Linked DNA regions of Mus musculus: all the other regions are linked to region 2. A link is a contact called in public HiChIP or PLAC-seq and promoter capture Hi-C data. All regions are on one chromosome and are shown on one strand. The core of a region is the stretch at or near the end of the contact, and the rest is flanking DNA. Distances in the headings are between cores, read along the strand shown. Region 1 holds the start of Fcrlb (Fc receptor-like B). Region 2 has its middle 14 kb from the start of Gm10522. Region 3 has its middle 4.3 kb from the start of n-TLcag9.

Evidence for each region. Promoter capture Hi-C pulls out the DNA fragments that hold promoters and counts their contacts. HiChIP or PLAC-seq counts read pairs in DNA pulled down with a chosen protein or histone mark.
Region 1: a promoter capture Hi-C map of liver shows a contact between it and region 2, with 8 times the contacts expected there. The contact joins the promoter of Fcrlb here to the enhancer-like site in region 2. A contact is called at or near these places in 22 of 39 promoter capture datasets (the 3T3-L1 cell line, 3T3-L1-derived adipocytes, the C10 cell line and 13 more), 13 of 15 datasets of contacts at CTCF or cohesin (CD8 T cells, the G1E-ER4 cell line, the NIH/3T3 cell line and 6 more), 367 of 484 Hi-C or Micro-C datasets (2-cell embryo, the 3T3-L1 cell line, 3T3-L1-derived adipocytes and 172 more), 75 of 115 datasets of contacts at active chromatin or transcription factors (the 230-238 cell line, CD8 T cells, DN3 thymocytes and 50 more) and 7 of 9 other capture datasets (adipose tissue, bone marrow-derived macrophages, embryonic stem cells and 4 more).
Region 3: an H3K27ac HiChIP or PLAC-seq map of the HPC-7 cell line shows a contact between it and region 2, with 6 times the contacts expected there. The contact joins two enhancer-like sites. A contact is called at or near these places in 1 of 15 datasets of contacts at CTCF or cohesin (pro-B cells), 9 of 484 Hi-C or Micro-C datasets (the BV-2 cell line, CD4 T cells, ECoMG myeloid progenitors and 4 more) and 4 of 115 datasets of contacts at active chromatin or transcription factors (the HPC-7 cell line, the SCID.adh cell line, bone marrow-derived macrophages and 1 more).

The regions. Positions count from the first base shown.
Region 1 is chr1:170,911,540-170,914,691 of GRCm38.p6, reverse strand. It overlaps Fcrlb (Fc receptor-like B), which reads left to right and starts at 1,751. Exons shown (of 6, transcript NM_001029984.2): 1 at 1,751-1,781; 2 at 2,050-2,070; 3 at 2,413-2,667. The coding sequence starts at 1,751.
Region 2 is chr1:170,996,688-170,999,603 of GRCm38.p6, reverse strand. No RefSeq gene overlaps it. Among named protein-coding and RNA genes, the nearest start is that of Gm10522, 14 kb to the right of the region's middle. Within about 2 kb of position 1,258, at least 167 of the 459 cell types and tissues checked have an H3K27ac peak or open chromatin away from gene starts, as enhancers often do. A contact at or near this core is called in the 63-12 cell line, B cells, the BV-2 cell line and 65 more, where this site is marked.
Region 3 is chr1:171,095,960-171,099,233 of GRCm38.p6, reverse strand. No RefSeq gene overlaps it. Among named protein-coding and RNA genes, the nearest start is that of n-TLcag9, 4.3 kb to the left of the region's middle. Within about 2 kb of position 1,478, at least 35 of the 459 cell types and tissues checked have an H3K27ac peak or open chromatin away from gene starts, as enhancers often do. A contact at or near this core is called in the G1E-ER4 cell line and the HPC-7 cell line, where this site is marked.

The DNA of each region.
Region 1 (3,152 bases), core at 502-3,001, 85 kb after region 2:
CAAAGAATTAAAATCCTATGGGAAGGGTCCTGCGTAGAGAAAAAGACCCACTTGAGAAAAGTTCAGAGGGAAGTGGAATAAGCGGGTGTTGGGCAGGATGCTTTTTGGATCCAGTTCCAAGCATTATCTGAATGGCTAATGAGCTCCGAGGCCGATTCCTATAAGTTCAAGAAAGACGACACAGCTCATGAAGTTTTAATGTGATCAGGTTTCTTCTGGAACCCAGGCAAGGGACTGGGATCTTGGTTCTGACTTATGAGAAGCCAAATAGTCTGCTTGTGTAGACTCTGCGAACTTTTACTGTAGAGGTGGTGGGCCGTGCAGAAGTCAGACCGTGGGGACAGGCTGTGGTTGGTGTGAGGAATCCCACACTGGTCCCAAGATGAGGAGGCAGGCAGGGCTGTAGGGAAGCACATGAGTGCTGCCTAAATGGGCATTCATCTCGGCTCTCTCCGGTTCCCTCCTCCCCTACGCTGGCTCACCTTATCAGATACCATCCTACTTTTCAGACCTACATGATAACTCTCTCTCTCCCTTTCCCTCTCCCTCTCCCCTGTCCTCTGTCTCCCTTCTTCCAATCAAATCATGCTTCCAAAGCAAGATCCAAAAAGGTCAGCATAATTGAAGACTGGTCATGTTTTCCTCAGATGCATTTGTATTTTAACAGGGAAAAAGCACACTGCACTGAAAATATGAGGGAATTCTCAGAGGAAAACTTGGTGCCTCAGCAAAACTGGAGGATGGGATCTTGGAGAGCTGACTGTATCTGACCACTGATCTCCTTCCTGCTAGGGTTCCAAGGAAGGCAGATGTCCTGGTTCTAAACAGCCGCCAGTGCAGACAGGGCAGAGCTCAGGGAGACATACTATCAGGTTGGAAACTTCATTAAATATTTACTTGAAACTTGGGCTCTTCATTGCTCAGGTGTGGTCACGTGGCTCAGAGGAGCGAAGCAGAGAGGTCGGATTTGAGAAGCCTCCGAGGGGCTCATGCAGTCAGTGGCCTCTCTCCCAGGCCATAGCCCTGTGGACTAGGACTTGGCTGGGGAAGGGTGTTAGGGTCAGACGGAAGGCAAGAAGAAAGGAGCAAGCAAGTGAAGGTACCATAGCTCGAGATCATTGTGGGTGGGGAGGGAAGAAGTGTTTCAGATTCGAGGAAGGGAGGAGAAGAAAACACTTTACACTTCTGGTTTTTACTTGGGGAACAACAGGTCAGCAGGAGCATAGCAGGATGAATGAATCACGCCTTTCTGTCTACCCATGGGTGGGAGGATATAAGCTCTGCTTCGGAACACACAATGACCTCTCTAGGCCTCACACCAAGAATACCTGTCATCAGGGATTAAGCAGGAATAAGATGGGCTTTATGAACATCAATGGGACTGGCTACTAGGGAAAGGTTGGGGTGGGAGTGGGATATTGATGGACCCAATGGAGCCTGGGGAATCTATGTGACTCTTGAGAGTGGTAGAAGTCACAGCTCTATAGGGCTTCTCTATAGAAGTCAAGGCTGGGCTGAGCTGGAACATGGCTACAGAGGGGTAGATAGGACAGTGCTTGATGCTTGGGGTAGGTGAGTAACACACTCAGGTGACATCCTGGTCTTTGTGTTCCACCATCTTGAGGAAGTGGGAATGGACAGAAGAAGCAACAGTGTCTCCCAGTTCCCAATGTCTGCTTCCATCTATCTTTTTTCTCTCTGCCCCACATCCATGCCTCCAACCTCTACCGAGCCTGCAGGCAGAGTCATTATGTGGATGCTTGCAGCCCTCCTGCTTCTGGGTGAGTCAGTAATGAGGGGGCATCAGCAGGATTTGGGGAGGGGGAGAGTATGACAGGGCAGGGTTATGTGGGATAAGAGAGCAGCCACCTTTGCTGACCTCAGGTTTCATATGGTTCTCTGTCTGCCTTGGGGTGATGAAATGGAGCTAGCTTTCTCAAAGCTGGGTAATTTGGTATGGACAAAGGAAACTCAGGCTTTCCCAGGATCAAGAGTCTTTCCTGTCACTGAGGACAGTCCTCAACCTCTTCCTTCTTTCTTGCTTTGCAGTTCCAAGAAGTGGAAAAGCTGGTAAGTCTTATACATCTCTCATCCAAGTTTTGATGAGTTCCACGAGGGTAGATGCCCCAGTTCCTGGCTGTTCTGAGATGGTATTCCCCCCCCCACTCTTGCCCAATCTTGATGACTAAATGTTCTTGAGCATAGACACGGTCAGAAATGGCTTATGATTAATAGATTCCTTGTCTGCAGCCTCATGTCTGTGGTCTCCCTCATTGCCAGGGTTGGTTCCTCTGTGGGCTGGGACCCAGAAACTGGTGTTTCCCAACAATTCCCAATCCTGGGACTTTATTTTTGGGCAAGCACCTCATCTTACTTTACTTCCTCACACGGCCCCATCCCCCACATCCCCAGCTACTCTGGAGAAGCCTGTACTGACTCTACACCCACCTTGGACCACCATCTTCAAGGGAGAGCGAGTAACCCTGAGATGTGATGGATACCACCCTCTGCTGCTGGAGCTCCGGCCCATTAGCACTCTCTGGTACCTGGGCCATGTCCTCCTGCCTTCCCACAAGAAGAGCATCGAGGTGCAGGCACCAGGGGTGTATCGATGTCAGACACGAGGAGCACCCGTCAGTGATCCTATCCACCTCTCTGTGTCTAACGGTGAGTGCTGGCCCTACTGGCAGAGTAGACATCGGGCTATTCCCAGGGGACAAGAAGAAAAAAAAAAAAAAGGTCACACAGAACCACCTTGAGTCTCTGGAGTAGGCAGAAGCCTGCAGTAAAGATTTCCTGGTCCAAAAGCCATCCCCCTCCCCGTCTTCCTGATGGAGCATGAAGCAAATTAATATTATTAATTTATTAAGTGGGGTGACCTGGTTTCAGAAAGTCAAAAATTGTGCTCTCCTGACACTACTGGAACCCAGAATCCTAAGTTCCCCCTCCTCTGTCTCTCTGTCTCTGTCTCTGTCTCTGTCTCTGTCTCTCTCTGTCTCTGTCTGTCTCTGTCTCTGTTTCTCTCTGTCTCTCTCTGTCTCTCTCTGTCTCTCTCTGTCTCTCTCTGTCTCTCTGTCTCTCTCTCTCTCTCTCTCTCTCTCCCTCTCTCTCTCTCTCGGATCCCTGACTGGCCTGGAACTCACTGTGTATAC
Region 2 (2,916 bases), core at 9-2,508:
CAGAAAACTGGACATAGAATTACTGGAAGATTCAGCAATACCTCTCCTGGGCATATACCCAGAAGATGTTCCAACTTGTAATAAGGACACATGTTCCACTATGTTTATAGCAGTCTTATTTATAATAGCCACGAGCTGGAAAGAACCCAGATGTTCCTCAACAGAGGAATGGATACAGAAAATGTGGTACATTTACACAATGGAGTACTACTCAGCTATTAAAAAGAATGAATTTATGAAATTCTTGGGCAAATGGATGGATCTGGAGGATATCATCCTGAGGGAGGTAACCCAATCACAAAAGAAGTCACTTGATATGCACTCACTGATAAGTGGATATTAGCCCAGAAACCTAGAATACCCAAGATACAACTTCTAAATAAAAATCTTTAAGAAAGAAAGAGAAGCAGACATTAAAAGAAAAAACTAAAACAAAACACAAGACCCCCTTTTTACAATACGCCTCGCTTTCAAATTCACCTACCCTGTTGCTGCATAGCTGACACCCACCTCCGTCATTCACTGACATGAGAGCCTAGTTTCTTCTGCCTTTCACTGTGGGCTGAAGACAAGTGGCTCACTAGCAAGATTCCTGGCCTTCAGCACCAGGCTGGCACCGGGGAGGTTCCTAGTCTTGTGGACTGAACTATTAGTTCAAAGCCTTTCCATTGTAAAAACAGCCATTTGTTGGACCACTCAGACTGAATCATGGAAGCCCATCTAAGAACTGCCCCCTTCAGTCAGTTCTAATTCCCTGACTTACTACTGTAACAAAACACGATCTTTCTCAGTATGTGGTGATCACGAGATTTAGGGGAGACTCAAGCTTTCCTGGCACCAGGAAATCATTTTCAGTTAGCTTAAGCCAGAAATTCTCCAAGTTGCGCTCTAGCAGAGTCATCTGGAGAGCTGGGTCTCTTTCAAAGTTTCTAAGTTTGGTAGGGCCTGAGAATTTGCATCTCCAGCAAGTTTCTAAGCAATGCGGAGGCTGATTTTGAGAACCGTCGCTCTGAGGCAGTCATAGGATTCCACTCTCTTGCCAGGCATCGCGCTGATCACGTGAACATGGCTGGGGCCAACAAATCCCACTCTGCTGGATCCTGAGGTACAAGGATTGGCCAGTTCTCTGTCAGTCTTTGGACATGGTGCTATTGCACCGCACGCTGCCCGGAGCTGCTGCGGTCAGCTTCAGCATGCTTTCACAAGAAAAGAAAAGTGGCTGACGTGTTGAAGAGAGCGAGGCAAAGAGAAGGAAGTGTCTGCACTGTTGCGGGCACTGTGGTAGGCTAGAGACTGCTGCAACAGCAGATTGCAGTCATGGAGAGGTACGTTCCTTAAACAGGAAAAGCAAGACCACCCAAAACTGACTGGGGCCCAGCAGAGATGGCAACTGTCATTTACCTCATCAGAATGACGTCTCTATATGATTAGCCTTGTAAAATGCCCTTTTCCCTTCATGCATCTGTTGCTATGTCATATCTGAAATCTCCATATAAAGACAAAAATGGATAGTAGCCCTGTCGGGGAAACGAAAGGGATCCCAGCCCATCCCTGTGGTTCCCTGATTTTTTTCTCTGCCTTAACTCATGGATACTCTTTCCCTGCATTAAAGATTGCCCTAAAAATGTTGCCCAAAGTTCTGCGCAGTGTGACCATTTCTGGGGGCCTCACCCACTGCCTGAGTGTGCACTTTCGTTCTGAAATCAACTTCCTCCTAATTCCTTACTTTGCCTCATTAAAAGAAAAAGGTTTTCTGATGATGACGAGAGACTAGAAACACTGGGTAAAGGTTTCACCACCAGCAACAATATTATTACACGTTATCTATAATTTATAGTTACATGTTTAAGAAACTTGGTATGCCACATGGTAAAGCCATTTTTTTGGGGGGGGGTCTATGTAAGCTGTTTTCTGTTTTCTGTCATTTTGCTGTAGGAAGCCACCTAGTGATGCTCTCTTCCAGAACTCAAAGACTCTACTTAATGCAGCAGAGTCTAGAGGGACTGGGTTTCCAGACCTCAGGCTGAGGGCTATAATGTTGGCCAGTACTAAGCACTAAGGAATCCTTAATTCTAGATGACCATAAAGGCTAAAACTCAGGCTTCTGCCAAGATTGAAGGACAGGAAAATGTAGAACTAACTAAAAACTATGCATAGTTATACTCTCTATTTTCCAGAAGCACAAAAGAATCATGCTGTGTGTACTGGCATGTGTTTTGTGTGTCAACTTGACACAAGCTGGAGTTATCACAGAGAAAGGAGCCACAGTTGAGGGAATGCCTCTATGAGATTCAGCTGTAAGGCATTTTCTCAATTAGTGATCAAGGGTGGGAGGGGCCATTGTGAGTGGTGCCATCCCTGGGCTGGTAGTCCTGGGTTCTATAAGAAAGCAAGTTGAGCAAGCCAGGGGAAGCAAGCCAGTAACATCCCTCCATGGTCTCTGCATCAGCTCCTGCTTTCTGACCTGCTTGAGTTCCAGTCCTGACTTCCTTTGGTGATGAAGAGCAACGAGGAAGTGTAAGCGGAATAAACCCTTTCCTTCCCAACTTGCTTCTTGGTCATGATGTTTGTGCAGGAATAGAAATCCTGACTAAGACACCATGTTAGGGTACCAATTTCAGAGGCCTGCATAAGGACACTAGAGGGCACTGTTCACTGCTGCCAAGCTCTGGGGGAAGGAAGCCTGCCAGAGTCCAGCCCTTGGAAAGCAGACCAGCAGACCAGCTCACTCCTATGCCTCAACCTTGAAAAGCTTTATTAATCCCTAGACAGTGATCATTGGTGGTAATCCTTCACCTGGGACATACTCTTGCTATACGTGAGCTCTGCTTGCCTCCAATCTCTTGAACTTACAAATAACTTATAATAAACATTATACACACACCCTCCTCTTGTTGCCTATGAAATTTATGCTTT
Region 3 (3,274 bases), core at 229-2,728, 99 kb before region 2:
CCATTCAATAGCTGACTGTGAGCATCCACTTCTGTGTTTGCTAGGCCCTGGCATAGTCTCACAAGAGACAGCTATATCTGGGTCCTTTCACATTTTTTTTTATTACAGAGCAAAACAAACCATTAACCAAGGTGTGTTTTAAGTAACCTGGTGTGAACATTGGTAGGGAGGAGCAAGATGAAAAGAACGCTGCTGTGGATTTTGAATGCTATCTGATAGCATTCTTAGTGTTTGGGTTAGAAGCTAGTGATCTGTGAATTGGATTTGATGGTGAAAAGGAGGTTAAGTTGAAAGACCCCCGTTTCCGGGGAGACCCTCAAGTCCCAGGATGAGCCAATACCCCAATAACTCGAGAGAAACCGTTCTTGATGCAATATTGCATGAGGTTTATTCGGACATCAGCATGCTGAGGCCGAGCTCATAACCTGCATGGGGCAGAGGAGATTGACCCCAGCAGTTGCAGTTGAGGGTTTTTAAAGAATAAACCATAAAATGAGGGGAGGATAAGACCACAAAGAATGGGGAAGTTGAGTAAACATCGTAAAAATGAGGATGGTGAATTACAGCTCATCTCTCACGGAAAGGTTACAGGCTATCTTTGGCAAACATTCTTGGTCCCTTACACTATGGGTCAGGCACCTGGGTGGGTCACCCAGTGGTCATCATTCTCTCAGGCTGCAGGCGAAAGAACAAAGAACTCCATGCTGGGCTTCGTTTCTAGGGGTCTAAGAAACACATTGAGTTGGGGTCTTACAAGGTCCGATACAGAAGTGAGCAATGAATGGCTATTAAGGAGACCAAAGACAGCCCAAAATAATTTGGCTGAGTTTGCAACATCCCATCTCCCTACAACCATGATGCCACAATTGGTCAATCTGCCTTGTAGAATGTTTAATCCCCTCCATGCCTTCCTATGAAAACTAATAGTCTGCAGAATTGAGTCTACACAATTTCAGTGTTCCTAAGGTAGAGAATACACACAGCATATGCCTGCATTTGTGAGGTCATTGTTTAATTCTTACACTTGCTCTTTTCTTCCCTTTTTCTTTGTGTTGCTGTTTGGGTTTTCTTTCTTTCTTTCTTTCTTTTTTAAAAAGATAATAACTAACTGTGTAGCTCCGGCTGGCTCTTGGTGCTGTTTCTCAAGAGGTGTGTCATCATGACCTGCATTGTATTTTGAGATAGATTTTGCTGGGTTCCTAAGGTGGTCTTGAACTTATCAGCTCAAGTGATTCTTCCAATTGAGCCTCCTGAGTGCTGGGACAACAGGCATACATTATCCCACTAGCAAAGTGAAGCACTTCTGTCACAGATAGAAAATGTTAAGTTTCAAACCTGAGACCAGCAGCTGAGGTGTCAGTTTAACTTATCAAAGCAGGCCTGGCCCCCAGGCGTTCCCAGCATCCTTCAGTCTCAGGGGCTAGGCTGTCCTTCCCCTTATCTGATCCAGACATTGCTTATCTACTCTCTCTGCCCTTCCTTCTGCCTCTCTTTTGCTCCTTTTGTACTTCTGGTCTTCTGGCTGACATTCTTGGTGATAGGTGATTTGTCCACTGCTGTTGAACTGAGCCAATTTAATCACATTAACTGCAAGCTTATTAGAAAACCGCTCTCAGAAAGTCGAGCTCACTGCCCCCGGGGACTGAAGCCAGGGAAGTCACCATGGGGAAGGGAGAGAGAGAGAGAGGAGGGAGAAAGAGAAAAAAAGCATGTGTACAGAAAGAAAAGAGGAGAGAGAGAGAGAGAGAGAGAGAGAGAGAGAGAGAGAGAGAGAGAGAGAGAGAGAGAGAGAGCAACATGTCTGGATTATATAGGAAAGAACCTCTGGGGGCAGGGGGAGAGCAGTCCAGCCCCAGGGCTGGAAAATTCAAGGTTGGGGACAGGGTTTGTTAGGTAGGGACTAAGGAATGCTGGGAGAACCTGGAGGCCAGGTCTGCTTTGATATTTAAAATATGTGCTCAGTCCCTTTTCCCAAAACCAAACACCTGGTTCCCCTCTCTCACTCTTCTCCCCCTCTCTCCACAAGGTTCAAGGTCATGACCACTCTGGACTTTCCCAGATATATCTGCCCCTGGCTGTACTATTCTGTGTAACTATGTAACTATGTTCTTCTGCATATCTATACTTGATATGTTTTCTAATGTGGCATGATGCTGGGGAGGGGGTGTGCCATACCATGCGGAGGAACCCCACCCCACCCCCCAGGTACCAGCCATATTATGGGTCTAGTATAAAATGAAGTTTATTTTGGGGCAGCAGAGAAGGGGGGTTGAGAACGGAGTAGAGGCAGAGAAAGAGAGAGTGAGAGGCCAAACCTACTCCATCTTGGGACTGACCTCCATCTTAAAGGAAAAAAAAAAAAAAATCCTGAGAACTTGACCTGCAGCGGAACCCAAGTTGCACCCAAGTAGCAGAAAGGACCTCAGGGCTTGTCCTTGACAGAGTTACTCCCTAGCTACTTCCTAGCAACAGTTAGTCAAAGATCAGTCTGATTGTTTCAGATGTACTTTCAGACCTTTGCGACTGTTTATCGTCTTGCTTCAGAGCACTCACTTGTTGGCTTGTAGTCATTCTATTAGATGCCTTGCCAGACTGGACCGCCCCCCCCCTCACCCCTTCACTCGCTCCCATTTTCCTATAAATACTTGTTCTGCTCCGCCTTCCCTCCCCATCCTGCTGTGTCAGGGTTGGGCTGGAGGAGAGTCCAAGCCTGAGCTTGTAGTAAAGAGACCCTAATGCTATTATATCAGAGATGGCTCTTTGGTGGTCTGGGGTTCACAAATGCCTCCTGGCACAAGGGGATAGAGAAGGGGCGGGGGAAGAGAGAGAGAGAGAGAGAGAGAGAGAGAGAGAGAGAGAGAGAGAGAGAAAGTGGAGGTGACTAAACAAACCTTTTATAGCCGGCCAGGCTCAAACCTGGCTGTTGCTAGGTAACTGTTGGGTGGAGCCTAGAAGAAATGCTAACAAAGCTCTCCGGGGCATGCTCTCCCTCTATCTAAAATAAACTTTCTCCAAAACCATGGAAGTCATGTCCTTTCCTTTCCTTTTTATTTCTTTTTTAGTTAATTAAAATGTAGGAAATGAGGACTAAAGACATGGCAAGGAGATTAAGAACATCTATTATTTATGCAGAGAACCCAAGTTTCCTAGCACCCATATTAGATGGCTCGCACCTTCTGTAACTCCAGCTCCAGGGGATCCAACATCCTCTTCTGACCTCCGTGTGCCCTTGAACTCATGTATAAACACCCCAACACATACATTTATTTGGGCT